2 separate regions of the Hordeum vulgare genome follow, and region 2 is linked to region 1. A link is a contact called in public Hi-C data. All regions are on one chromosome and are shown on one strand. The core of a region is the stretch at or near the end of the contact, and the rest is flanking DNA. Distances in the headings are between cores, read along the strand shown. Region 1 holds the start of LOC123439474 (protein DELAY OF GERMINATION 1-like). Region 2 holds the start of LOC123442875 (DEAD-box ATP-dependent RNA helicase 20).

Region 1 (6,874 bases), core at 3,086-5,585:
TCCTCCTTTTTGTAGGTTTTTGCATTGGATGCTCTTCTCTTGCAAAAACATTGACATCCTCCTCCTCCTCCATCTCAAACAAATCCTCAACCTCAGTGTCACCCTCATAATGTAGTTGTCCCTCATCTGAATTTTCATCTCAATCTTCATCTTGATCTACATCTTCTTCCTCTGCTAATTTATCCCCCTCTATTATCTCTGCATCTTCAGAAATCATGTACTTCTCCATGTAGAAAGGATTGTTATCACTGGCATATGCATCCCCAGATTCATCACTACTATTATGTGTCTGCTCAAACACTCGCTCTTCCTCCATTACAACTTTGAGCTTGTCCTTTCTGAAGTTTATGCTCTCTTGGGTGCACACATCAGTAGGTTGAGTAGCAATGCTATGAAAAACAATACCTTCTGGATCAACAACAAGAACTGCAGGCACACTGAGATCATACATAACAGCTGGTTGATACAATATTGCTGCTAATTGTTCTTCTCTATGACAGACATTAATGACATTACTGACATTTGATCTCTCTTCTCTTTGACATAAAGAAGTTGGTGTTGCCCTCACTAGCAAATTCAGAACTAAACTATGCTTATATTCCTTCTTCAGTCGCTGTAGTTTGATGTTTGTGTCAATCAATTCTAAGCCATGCTCTCTCTCCTCCCCTATGCCTAAATGTTTCATGTGGTACAACTCATGAGAGAAATAAAACCCTTGTGTTTGCAACATTGCATATAGGTTCAGAAATGTAACATCTGAGCTACATAGCTTCATATCCAAATTGGGCTGCGAATCAAAGTGAATCTGAAGTTCCCAAACAACATCATGCAAATTACAGTTGACAGAAATAATAGCAAATAAGCAACTAACCTTAGCCCACCAGATTTTAATTAGGAAGAAAGAGGGATAGAGTAGAGGCACTTACACCACGCCGCCACCAGCACCACTGGTCCAGTGATGGCTAATGGTAGGGTTGGTCACCTAGATCTTTGTCAGCTTCACCCTGTCCTCCATGGACAGCGCCGCCTCCTCCTCCAAATCCTCATCATCACTGGAGGAGTGGTACAAACTGGAGCCGCCGTCGTCCACAGCCAGACCTACGTGGTCATCTGGCCTGAGGCCAGGAAGGTCTCCATACCCGCCCGCAACGTCACCGCCGCCGCCATCGCCGCCGCCGGGAGTTGCCGCGCAAAGAGGGAGAGGGGAGAGAAAGGCTAGGGTTCGTCCAGTTTGACACGGTTCGAACGAGACACAACGAGCGACCGAGCCGGTTCGGTAGCAAGTTAGGTCCGTGTACGCCACCGTGTCGCCTGGCATGCGGGCCAGGTATGTCAGATACATGGTCAATACGATTTTATACGGCAGTCAGCCCGTTTCACAATAATTAGTGCGTGAAGTGGTAGTGACGTGCAAAACTTTTGACTATTGGTACCTATGCACCACGACGTGCCCAAGTGTGGTAGTGCCCTGCTATTATCTCTCCCCGCCGCCACAACCACTCGACGCCCTGGTTGCATCTTGAATGTAACCGCCGGTTGCCTCCGCACCATGGGCGCCTCTCTACGTGTTGACTTTACACCGTTCACGCGGATGTACGTGCCTTTGTCTGTGGCAAGGAAACGGCTTGGGACGACGAAGATCATGCGCTCCGCAACACCGTCTGCAAAGATCGTCCGCCCTCCAATTGCTCCGGTCAAAGACAAACAGAAGAGGAAGCCAACGCCCGCAGACAAGGCCTTCGAGGAGGCGACATCCCACTCCGGTGGTAGTGACGCCTTCTCTTCCATCTCCGGCTACCCCCTCACCTCCTTCTTCCCCTTACCCCTCGTCGGGAAAGGATTCAAAGAGTCTTTATTCTGCGCCGCTATCATCACCGTGAGCCAAAGCGATGAACACCCTAAAAATCTAAACTATAAAAACTAAAAACGATTCACACGCGTGGATCTGGGACACCTTTTGCCACCAATAAGATCGCCTTTAGAGCATATACAGCCGGACGGCTCAAACGAACCCTCATATGCCCACGAACGCGCCGGATCAGTAACCGAACATGAGAGAGTGTGAAAAAAGCGACCCAATTGGACCTCTCGTATCACCCCACGCGTCCGGGTACGCCCGATAAGCCCTCCACGTAGGACGTGACCCCAACCGAACCACCTTTTCCTTTTCATTATCCATTCTTTTCTTCTTTTTTTTTCTTTCCAACGGTAATTTGCAAGTGATCGGGCATATCACGAAAAAAATGAATGCACGAACAAACAAATACAAGACATGTTTGATCCTTAACGGACGGTAAACGCTTTCACCCGGCGCGCCGGCCGAATCGTTTGGCCGGTCGCGCGCGGGCCGCACGCCTCGCTGGCAGGTGCATGCAACATTTTTTCGTCAAATTTGCTGCAACCATGTGTTATTCTGATACAAACGTTTTCCATGCAACTTTTTTTCTTGTCTAAATTTGTTGCAACCAGCGTTCATATTTGCTATAAACGTTTTTATTTACTACATGTGTCGAGTAAAAAAACTGCATATACGTTTGGTTACAACTCGAGTTTGTTGGATTTTTGCTACAACCGGCGTTTTGACTTTTGCTACAACCGTGTTATTTTTTGCGACAACCGGCATCATTTTTTGTTGCAACCGTTCACTAAAAAAAGTTGCATACACGTCACGTAGATATTTTCTACAACCAACGTTTGACTTTTGCTACCACGCATCATCTTTTTCGTTTTTTTGCTACGATCATGTAGATATTTTTTTGCTATAATTATTTTTTTTGTTGCAACCGTTGACGAAAATTGCTGCATATTATCGAAATTTGTTGCATCGAAGAAAAAATGTTGTATGAAGATCTAACGGCGCGATCCGCCTACAGCTGGCAGATCGGGCGGCCCGCCTTTCGACCGACGCGCCGGCGCAGAGCATCGCCCTAACGGGACGCGTCCGTGAACGTTTTGGTGATCATATTTGCTTTGGGGAATCGTTTCCCACCCGCGCGCCGGCCGAACCGACGCGCTAGTTGCCCGGTGGCGCGCGCGGGGCCTTGCAACATTTTTCCCATCCGCGCGCTTCTCCGGTCAATGGATGCAACATTTTTCGTCTAAATATGTTGCAACCTGCGTTATTTTTACTGCAAGCGTTTTTTAACTATATTTTGTCTCAGTAAAAAAGCTGCATATACGTTTGGTTGCAACTCTAGTTCGTCGGATTTTTTGTTACAATCGATGTTTTTTACTTTTTGCTACAACCGTGTTAATTTTTGCTACAACCGGCATCATGTTTTGCTGCAACCGTTCACTAAAAAGTTGCATACACGTCACGTAAATTTTTGTTACAACCGGCGTTTAACTTTTGCTACCATGTACCATGAGCTTCGTTTTTTGCTACGATCACATAGATATTTTTTTTGCTACAATTTTTATTTTTTGTTGCAACCGTTGAAAAAATTGCTGCATGGCATCGAATTTTTGCTGCATAGGGAAGAAAATGTTGCATGCGGATCCAACGATGCGAACGACGCGGGTTGGTGGATCCTGCGGCCCGCGCGCGGCCGGCCAAAAATTTGGGCCGGCGCGCCGGCGCATCCTTTGCTATGTGGGTGTGTAGATGCTGTTAGAGCAAGTAAAATAAAGTTGAGTCAGCTGGCTATAAGGAATAAACTAATATATTTTTATTTAGTTAGAGGAAAGAGAAGAAGAGAGAGGAGGTAAGCGGGCTCTTAGCTAAGAGCCAGCTCTAGCACGTGCTCCCAGGTATTTTGTGAGTATGAAAGGTGGACCATATATTAAAGAAGTAGTACACTTTTACAATAAACTATTATACATGTTGGCTATAAGGTGAGCTATAGATGACATGCCAATAACTTATAGCCAGCACTTGGCTATACTATTGTACTTGCTCTTAGGCCCTGTTTGGATTCATGGGCTAGAGTTAGTTTGAGCTAGTTTGGATTCAACCAGCCCTAAAGTATCCAAACATAAGGGTTAGATTGGAGCTAGTTGCATCTAACCCACCCAAAAAAAACTATCCAATCCAAGAGGTGCTAATTGGAGCTAGTTCTCATGAGGTTCATTAAATATTTTTTTTCTCTCTCTTCCACCAGACAAGAGATGCTAATTGGAGCTAGTTCTCGTGGGGCCCATTAAAAAACACTTTTTCTCTTTTCATAAAGTGCATCTATTATCAATCTAACCCTTTCATCCAAACATCTATTTGGTTAGAGTTAGTTTAGGGTTAGTCATGAGCTAAAAACTAACTCTAACCACTAACTAAGGTGGAGTATCCAAACAGGGCCTTAGAAGCGCGTGTAGATACACTGCTCGCTCGTACTCGTTTTTGTCTTCACCTCATAAAATACTCCATCATATGTTGTAGTATATCCGTTTTGCCGCCTTAAAAAACGCTCCTGCAGTGCAGTTCACTCCAAAGCCATCGAAACCTCCACCAACTCTTACGCACAAGGAGCGAGAGCCACTTGGATCACCATGACCGCCACCTCGCGACCACAGCATCACAACGGCAGCCTAGCCCGGGCATCGGACGGCGGCGAGTCCTTCGCCAAGTTCTTCGAGTGCTGGATCTTGGAGCAGTCCCGTGACCTGGCCGCGCTCCGCGCGGCGGCGACGGCGCGGCCCCACGACGCTGACCTCCGGCGCCTCGTCGACCGTGTCCTCGGCCACTACGAGAACTACTACCGCGCCAAGTCCGCGGCCGCCTCCGCCGATGTGCTCCCCATGTTCGCGCCCTCGTGGATCTCCGCCACCGAGAGCCTCTACCTCTGGTGCGGCGGCTGGCGCCCTACCGCCGCGGTCCAGCTGCTCTACTCCAAGTCCGGCGTGCAGCTCGAGGCCCAGCTCCCGGCCTTCCTCGACGGCGGCAGCCTCGGGGACGGCGACCTCGGCGGCCTCTCCGCGGAGCAGCTCCAGGCCGCCGACCAGCTGCATCGCCGCACCATCCGGAGGGAACGGGAGATCGAGGAGGCTGCCGCCAGCGCGCAGGTAAACTGTTTACCAACCCCAGCTTCTTCTCCGTTTCTTGATTCGTGAACTAATGTGAACATATAGGAGTCGTTGGCGACGACGAGGATGGTGGAGCTCGCCGGAAAAGGAGGGATGGACGCGGCGGAGGGGATGGAGCGGGAGATGGATGCCAAGGCGGAGGCGATGAAGCGCGTGCTGGAGATGGCGGACGGGCTGAGGCTGGAGACGCTGCGCGGCGTGGTGGGGCTGCTCCGGCCTGCGCAGGCCGTGCACTTCCTCGTGGCCGCCGCGGAGCTCCACCTCGCCGTGCACAAGTTCGGCCAGCACAAGGACGGCGCCGCCACGGCGGAGTGAGCCTGCAGCGGCGCGCGCGCACGTGGTTGCTCTGCTCCGCGCAAGGCCCGTCGTCTAGTTAGCTCTGAGCTGCCTTCGTTTTGCCTGGTCAACGCGAGGTGTCGCGATAAGCTTTGACCGTCTTCTGTTTGGTCTACATGTGCGTTCTGCCAGTGTGAAATCTGTGATAACTTGTACGAAGTGGGCTAGCAACTTGTGTACGTATGAAGCACAAGCTCATCCCATGGTGGTTTAGCTCCTTGTATGTACTCCTTCAGTCCTCTTAAACTTAGTATAATTTTATACTAAAGCTAGTTTAAAATTGAAGACATTTATTTTGGAACGGAAGGAGTGTGTGTAATGCATTACTATGAAAAATGAAGATGTAAAGGGGTCTCCAACAAACTATTTCCCACGACACGCTCACTAAATCTCAATCGACTATGATTTAACCAAGCCTCACTCGACCTTGAAACATTATGTCATGTTGTTTGGATCATTTCTTCCTAATGATTATAGCACCCGTCTTGCTAGTTGTAGCATGTCATTCCTCGTTGATTGTAGCACATCATCTCATCGGTCGTAACATCCTTCATTGATGGTTTTAGTATTTAGTCATCATGGTTGTAGCATATTTCGTCGTTCTTGTAATACCATCGCAAAAATATTCACCGTGGTTTACAACATCCGACTGTGTCGATCGCAACACCACAACTACGCTGACATCACTCGACTGAAACTTCGTTAAGTCTTGGTCGACTGATTCTAGACACACCCTTCCTACAACCCTGTGGTGTGAACTGCGATAGTGGGAAGACCAATGCTAGGTGTCGGCCAACCGGCTATGGTCGTGCGTGGCCTCCCACACCACATGATTCTACGTAATCCGCATGTCTCATTCTTGAGCCCCATCTCGTTCTTCTCGTTCGTAGCAAAAACACAATTTTTTGCATGGACATGATAAAAAAATGTGTAGCCCCTGTCACATGCGACGACTAGCTCGTCGTAGCAAAATCGGCTCCCACCTCCCCGACAGCCTCCCAACGCCCCCTTCCCATTCTGCTTTGTAGCAACGGTTGCCCCACTCCCCGCCTACTACACTTGCAGGACCACAAGTCGGCATGCGGTCGGGCGCCAAGGCTCACAGCTCATAGCGTGCGTAACCCGTCACGTCTTCATCATCGTCAGTTGTAGAATCCGGTGTTGGAGTTGTAGCATAAATGCCCTTCGACGGCACGCGGTTGCCGTCGTCGACCTTGCCAACTCGATGCAGCACTCATGCATCCCCACACTTCCGCTTGGAGCACCTACTCTTCGGCTTCACCAATTTTTGCAAGGCCACTAGCGGGTTGCAGTTTTTGTCGACATGGTACCAATATCACCGACGGCTGGTTCGAGCATGCAGTTGATCGGAGTCACAACATCACCGAAGGTCGGTTCCAGCATCATAGATGGTTGGTTCCAGGATGTAGTTGTTGCAGTCCCAGCATTGCCGGAGGACGGTTCCAACACCACATGCAACTCATTCCAACATCACCGCGGCTGGCTCTAGCGTGCAGTTGAC
Region 2 (6,204 bases), core at 3,585-6,084, 330 kb after region 1:
AGTGACGTGATGAACTATGGACGACAACCGTCGTCTGGACCTCTTCTGGTACCTAGGTCTCAGCTCCAGTCATGGTTCACGCGCATGGAGCATAAGATACGAGATGTCTACAGAGCTATCACATGCACCCGCACTTCGGACATTGTTTAGTATCACTAGCAACAACAACCGCGTCCCTCCATGCAACGACGTTATCCACGTCCATGCTTATCACAACAGACGACATCCCATCCACCCCCTCCTGACCAGGCTGGCACTTCAGGGTGGCAACACCCACTACATCATGCTCCCTCGTCCAACTTTGTGTTTCGGCCTCCACCACAACAGCAAAGTCCCACACGGGGTTTCATGTTTTAGCCACATCCAGCTGGCATGTCTCTTCATATTTATTTTTTTGAATATTAATTAAGACTACATATTTATTCAGTATTTATGTTCCCTCCCGCAGGATAGCACACATATCAGGAGCGCGTCGGCGTCCGGATCCGGGTGGGGGAGTGAATAGGAAGATCCACTATTGCAGCACAACACGTGGATGAACATGTTTTCGACTCCTCCACCAAGACCCACACAGGATACACAGTATGACCAGGACGAGCCTGAAATTCCTCCTCGTCATATTAGGCCACCCAAGAGGTGGGGATGAAGTACGCCTAACACACCGCCTGAGCGCCTAAGCAGACGTCGTCGCTGACTCTTCTATCTAATAATAGAGACATAATTATTCAATTACGTATGAGACATGTGTCTATTCTATGTATGGGACAGAATAATATCTAGTTATGTGTGAGATGTTGTCAGAAAATCCTAGTTATGTAAAAATATATGAATGCATGCACCTATCGGCTTTGCCAACACCAATTAATGCTAATTGGTCGCTAGTTAGCCAATTAATACTAATCGACCACGGCTAAGCCGATAAGTCCTAAATGGTTATTGGTAAGCCGACTGGAGGGAGCTTAGCAGGTCCGACAGGCCTATCGGCCTAGCCAAGGCCGACAAGATCTCGGCCAGGCCGACTGGATCCAGTCAGCTTTGGCTAGGCCGACGGTGTGTTATTTTAAAAAGTATATAAATCTGCAAATATTTTTCAAATTTAATAAAAAATTATTATTTGAAAGAAATAGTCTGGCATGATGACGACATGAATTTTGGACGATGACAACCACGAACCTTTTTAAATGTGTGCATGAACATGAAATGGGTCGCGGACGTTGGATGCATTGTCTACCCAAATGTTAAACAATACGAACACCGAGTAGACGGTCGACCCAAACAAACAAAACAACTGAAAAAAGCGCCGTTCACAGTCACGTTTACCCCGTCGCTGGTGATGAGTGGAGGCTGCGCTGCTTCAAATCTCACCTGTGACACGAGGAGGAAGAAGCTGAAACATTCCTCCCACGCTGGCAGTTGGGGTCGGCGTGAGCTCCAAACGAATCCCATGGTCTCCAAATATATTGAAAAAAGTATGGCAATTGAGAAGTGAATGGCAACTCTACTAGAGCTATTTTTTTGTGTGCTCCATGGTCTACTCAGATACTCGTTATTATGCAGTTTGGGTGGATATGATAACTCTAAGGCGCTGATTGGATTGTCGTTTCTTAGCGCCAAACTCCTTTAAAATATACAGGTCTTCCCCCATCGATTTCTTTAGCGGCTGAAAATCGTGCGTGGCCGGTAATTTACACCTGTAAATTATATACGGGTGTACAAATATACACCCATTCCAAGCGGGTCGTAATAAAGTTGCTCTTACATAATACAGTCACTAGGCGATCCGGAGCTCAGCCGGGAGCTCCAAGCCACTCCGGGGCACACCAACAGGACACACACAAAGCAACATAAATTTGACTCGTCTTTAAGAAGAACGGGAAATATACTCCAGAATAAACTGAGATTATATCAGCATTCAACATCAATTCATTCCATAGATCTCGCATCTTACACGGAATCCACACAAAGCTTGGGTGTCAATTGTGCTCATGACCATGATGTGTCACAATCTTCAGAGCAGAATCATCATGACCTCGATCTTGATGTGCCACAATCTTCCGATCAGAATCATCAGGTTCTCATAGAAATCAGCCATTTCTCTTGCACAGCCTCTAGTACGCACGCAGCATAGATGTTCCTCAACTAACTCGGTCTTGCCTACACACAAACAACATTCACTCATTTTTCTCTGAAATCAACTTTTGGAACACATGTGCCGCAAGTCACTCGTGCTTGTATCAGTCGCTGCATCATCAAAGAAACTCCGGTTCAGTTCATTACATATACTGAAACTGCTCATCGCTTTGCAGGTTGCTGAGATTGTCCAGAAGTTGAGGTTGTTTTCCTGACAGAAACATCCATTAGTAAGCACAGCCGTAGATTAAAACCGGAACCAGAGGAGCATAAATAAAGGATGTTTACTGGAAGCTTGAGCGCAGCTCATCTGCAATATTTTGTGACGAAGCACCACTTGTGAATCCTAACTGGAACATCATTTGCTCCAAGCGCTTGAAATTCGTGAGGTAAAGATATCCGATCTAATAGCGGCAACATCACCAACAATGCGAGGATTAGTCTTCTATGAAACAATGTGAGGATTAGTATTTACAATTGAGGACAACACACTACAACTTATAGTTAGTAAAAAAACATTGCAACTTACAATAGAAGACAGAGATCCACAATTTTTTAGTTGTGGGGGAAAAAAGTCAGGATATTTGGTGCATATAATTGTTAGTTGTAGAACAAACCAGTGTTTCAAGTGAAGATGCTCGATTGTACACTGCGATTCCTGCCCGTTTTCTTGTACGGGTTTTGCTGCTAACGATGTTCCTTCCCCAACGAAGTATGTCCCTACAGAACATGATTATCTAAGTAACTCACAGGTCACAGGTACTAGATAGATGAGAAAGCATCACACAATACTACATTTGTTCATATTCTATATAATGCAGAGAAAAGAAATGTGGTGCAGTACAAAGGCAAGTCTAGGAAGATGAATTCATACGTCCTGAATACTGATGCACTAACACCACATGGAAGCTCAATCATGTGTACAGAGGCTAGTGCATGGTGTTTTTCCTAGTAGGCAATAAAATGCTACTCCCTCCGCCCCAAATTACTTGTCGCAGAAATGGATGTATCGAGAACTAAAAATACGTCTAGATACATTCATTTCTGCGACAAGTAATTCCACACGGAGGGAGTATTAAGAAACATGTAGGTACAAGGCACATAACATAATTTACCTTTCTTCTTCAGTTAGAAAATCCTCTCCCAGGAGTTTGTTCAGCAGCAGATCCTGAAGTAACGAAACAAATGACAATTGATGTGAAAATATGCCTCACATCGTGATGCTTCAAAGCACTCTCTTATATGCAGAAAACGGAATGAAAAGGCAAACAAAACGAGTGCTCTTCAAGGATTGAACTACAACCATTAAAATAACGGTAACTGAAACAACATTAGGAGACAGTACCAATTGAAATACGCGAAAAATGTCAATATGTAGGCTATGATACAATGGATAAACATAGATAATAAGATAAATTCTACATCACAATCAATGAATATACCATACTGAAGCATCTAGTCTATGTAAGCTGTTTGATCAGAGGATAAAGAAGAGCCATATCCAGACCTGTGATTCACATTTCACAACATCCATCACGCGCTTATTGTATTCATTGATGCTCAGTGGAGGAAAGAAGAAGTGTCTCCGAGCATAAAGCTGTATTACAAAGAGCAAGAATCAGATCATCTCACAACAAACAAGCTTGAAGTGGAAAACTAGTACACATTGTCTCGACATCGTCACAAACATCATACAGTAAATCCAGAACAAGTGAAGGTCAACAGTGACAGCTAGGCTGAGCTACATGTAAGATAACTACATAACAGCAACTGTAAAGTGCATAAAAACCAACGAATAAAATTGACCAGTTCTCACTTCATATATGCAGTCCCCCAAGTATGCCAGCGATGCCGCGTTGTAGAGTGAACGGGGCTTCTTCACCTCTGGCGCGGGCGGCAACCACCACTTCTCAAACCCCATGTACGTGCTTGTGCTCTTCTTTGCTAATACGAACCAACCAACAATCAGTTGACAGAATTACTCTCTGACTAAATAGTGCACTAACCACACGACCCTGACACCAGAGCAGGTCACGGCGACATGTAACTAGTTGTCATCAAGTTCTCGACGACACAACCGTTCTATCGCACTTGCTTTTAAAGTCAAAATCTATATGCAATTGCCTTGTACTACCAACTTCCAGTTGTTCACTGACAGCATGCTGCCAGAGCTTCAGGGGGGCAGAACGTGGAGCAAATGGCCGGGATGGCAGAGCTGAGGGAGGATAGATAGATAGATACCTTGGCCCTCGCTGCTGCGCGCGAAGAGGTCGGCGTGCGTGGGAGGGGGCGCGCGCGCCGGGGTGGTCGCCGTCGCCGGCGACTGCCCCAGTGCGGGCTTGGGCTTCGCCTTTGAAGGCTTGGGCACGGCGACGGTGGCGGCGCCCGGGTTCATGTCCCAGGCGGCGCGCACGCGGAACTGGCGGTGCCGCGTCGGCGTCGCCATGGTCGCCGCCACGGTGGCCATCGTCGCCGCAGGCAAAAACTCTCGCGCCGTCGAGGACGCAAATGGATAAACCGCCTCCCGCCGTGGATATTCCCACCCTTTTCCTCTGCTCGTGGCCCGCGCGGGCCCACCTGTCAGTGCAGTCATTGCCAGTTTACGCTTTTGTTAGACATGGGATACGCTTTGTATGTGGGGTTGTGCATTACGGTGAAATGCGCCTACGAGGGCAATAGCTCGAGCAGTCTACCCGAATGCCTGTTGAACTCGCCGCCTGTGCTTCGCTTCCAATTCGAATCGCCTCCGCCGCGGCGCCGCCATTAGCTTTGCTTGCTTCTTCTAGAAGAATTCCTCTTTCGGCTCGCCGAATCGAGCCCTCCACCGCCTCGGCGCACCCTCGCCGGAGCCGAGCCCCCCACCGCCCGCCGCTAAACCCTAGCTGCCGCCGGCGACGGCCGCCATGAGCCGCTTCGACGGCCGTGCGGCGGACCCCAGCTCCTACCGCGACCGCCGCAGGTAACCCGCCCCGCTCCAAACCCTAACAGTACCCATAACAATCCTGGTTGGTTACTTATTTCTGCCTGGTCCGGTTGGTTACTTATTTCTGCCTGCGTTCGCAGTGAGGGGGCCTTCGGTGGCGGGACGAGGGCGTTCGCGCCGTCGGGGAGACCGGATGCTGCCGCCGCGGCGGCCGCGGCAGAGCTGGACGGGCTGCCGCGATTCGAGAAGAACTTCTACGTGGAGGTTCCCGCGGTGGCCGGCATGACGGCGGAGGAGGTCGAGGCGTACCGCCGCCGCCGGGAGATCACCGTCGAGGGCAACGACGTGCCCAAGCCGGTGCGCGGCTTCCGCGACGTCGGCTTCCCAGGTTAGGCCGTGGTGTTCTTCGTAGCCCCTTTTATCCCCATCCGCTACTGTTGTGTTGCAGGCTTTCAGTTTCAGACGCACAAATTTGATAGAATCAGCAGGGAATAGGATAAATTTGTATGCTTTTTTAGCATCTCTGTTGAATTACTTAAAATCGAATAACAGGAATGTCTTCATTTAGCTACGGGTCTCCTTGTATCACATGATGCTCTGTTTCTATCATACCACGCTCAAAAAGCATACTTTTGATGCACGTATATGTAATTGAAGCAAATACTCTCATGTCACTGGGCTGAGTGCCTGAGTTGATCCTGTTAGCTGATTGGGAAACGGCTTGCCCTGTGAAGCAGTGATTCTCATTGAATCGCAATTTTAGGTAGTTAGCTCTCCATTGCCTACATATGTGAGTAATCAACACTAGGATATTAGGGCCTAATAGCACTGGTTCTCCTGCTCTTTCTCGTGCCAATCACTGCACTTATTGCTAGAAGATTAGTACTGTATTTTCATTGCTTTCAAGATACTTGATATGTGTTCGATGAACTGAAAACAAAATGGTAAAAGTATATATATTACTCCCTCTGTCCCATAATATAAGAGTGTTTTTGACACTAACGCTCTTATATTATGGGACGGAGGAGTACTTTTTTACCAACTAGGAGTTTTCTAGACCTCACATTGCATCACATTATAATCAGAAGGCTCATGCTTCTGGAGGATAGCACCATATTATGATACCCTCTGATGTCTGCCTTTGCTTTTCT

Evidence for each region. Hi-C and Micro-C count contacts between places; a contact is called where the count stands out from the background.
Region 2: a contact with region 1 is called in a Hi-C map of leaf, with 2.5 times the contacts expected there. The contact joins the promoter of LOC123442875 here to the promoter of LOC123439474 in region 1. A contact is called at or near these places in 2 of 6 Hi-C or Micro-C datasets (leaf and seedling) and 1 of 1 datasets of contacts at active chromatin or transcription factors (embryo).

The regions. Positions count from the first base shown.
Region 1 is chr3H:40,416,357-40,423,230 of MorexV3_pseudomolecules_assembly, forward strand. It overlaps LOC123439474 (protein DELAY OF GERMINATION 1-like), which reads left to right and starts at 4,336. Exons shown (of 2, transcript XM_045116186.1): 1 at 4,336-4,995; 2 at 5,062-5,653. The coding sequence starts at 4,483. The coding sequence ends at 5,331.
Region 2 is chr3H:40,742,589-40,748,792 of MorexV3_pseudomolecules_assembly, forward strand. LOC123442875 (DEAD-box ATP-dependent RNA helicase 20) reads left to right here and starts at 4,835. Exons shown (of 10, transcript XM_045119047.1): 1 at 4,835-5,089; 2 at 5,194-5,441. The coding sequence starts at 5,034. It overlaps LOC123442874 (mini-ribonuclease 3-like), which reads right to left and starts at 4,644. Exons shown (of 7, transcript XM_045119046.1): 1 at 4,372-4,644; 2 at 3,947-4,074; 3 at 3,638-3,727; 4 at 3,246-3,298; 5 at 2,748-2,850; 6 at 2,419-2,534; 7 at 1,861-2,341. The coding sequence starts at 4,597. The coding sequence ends at 2,293.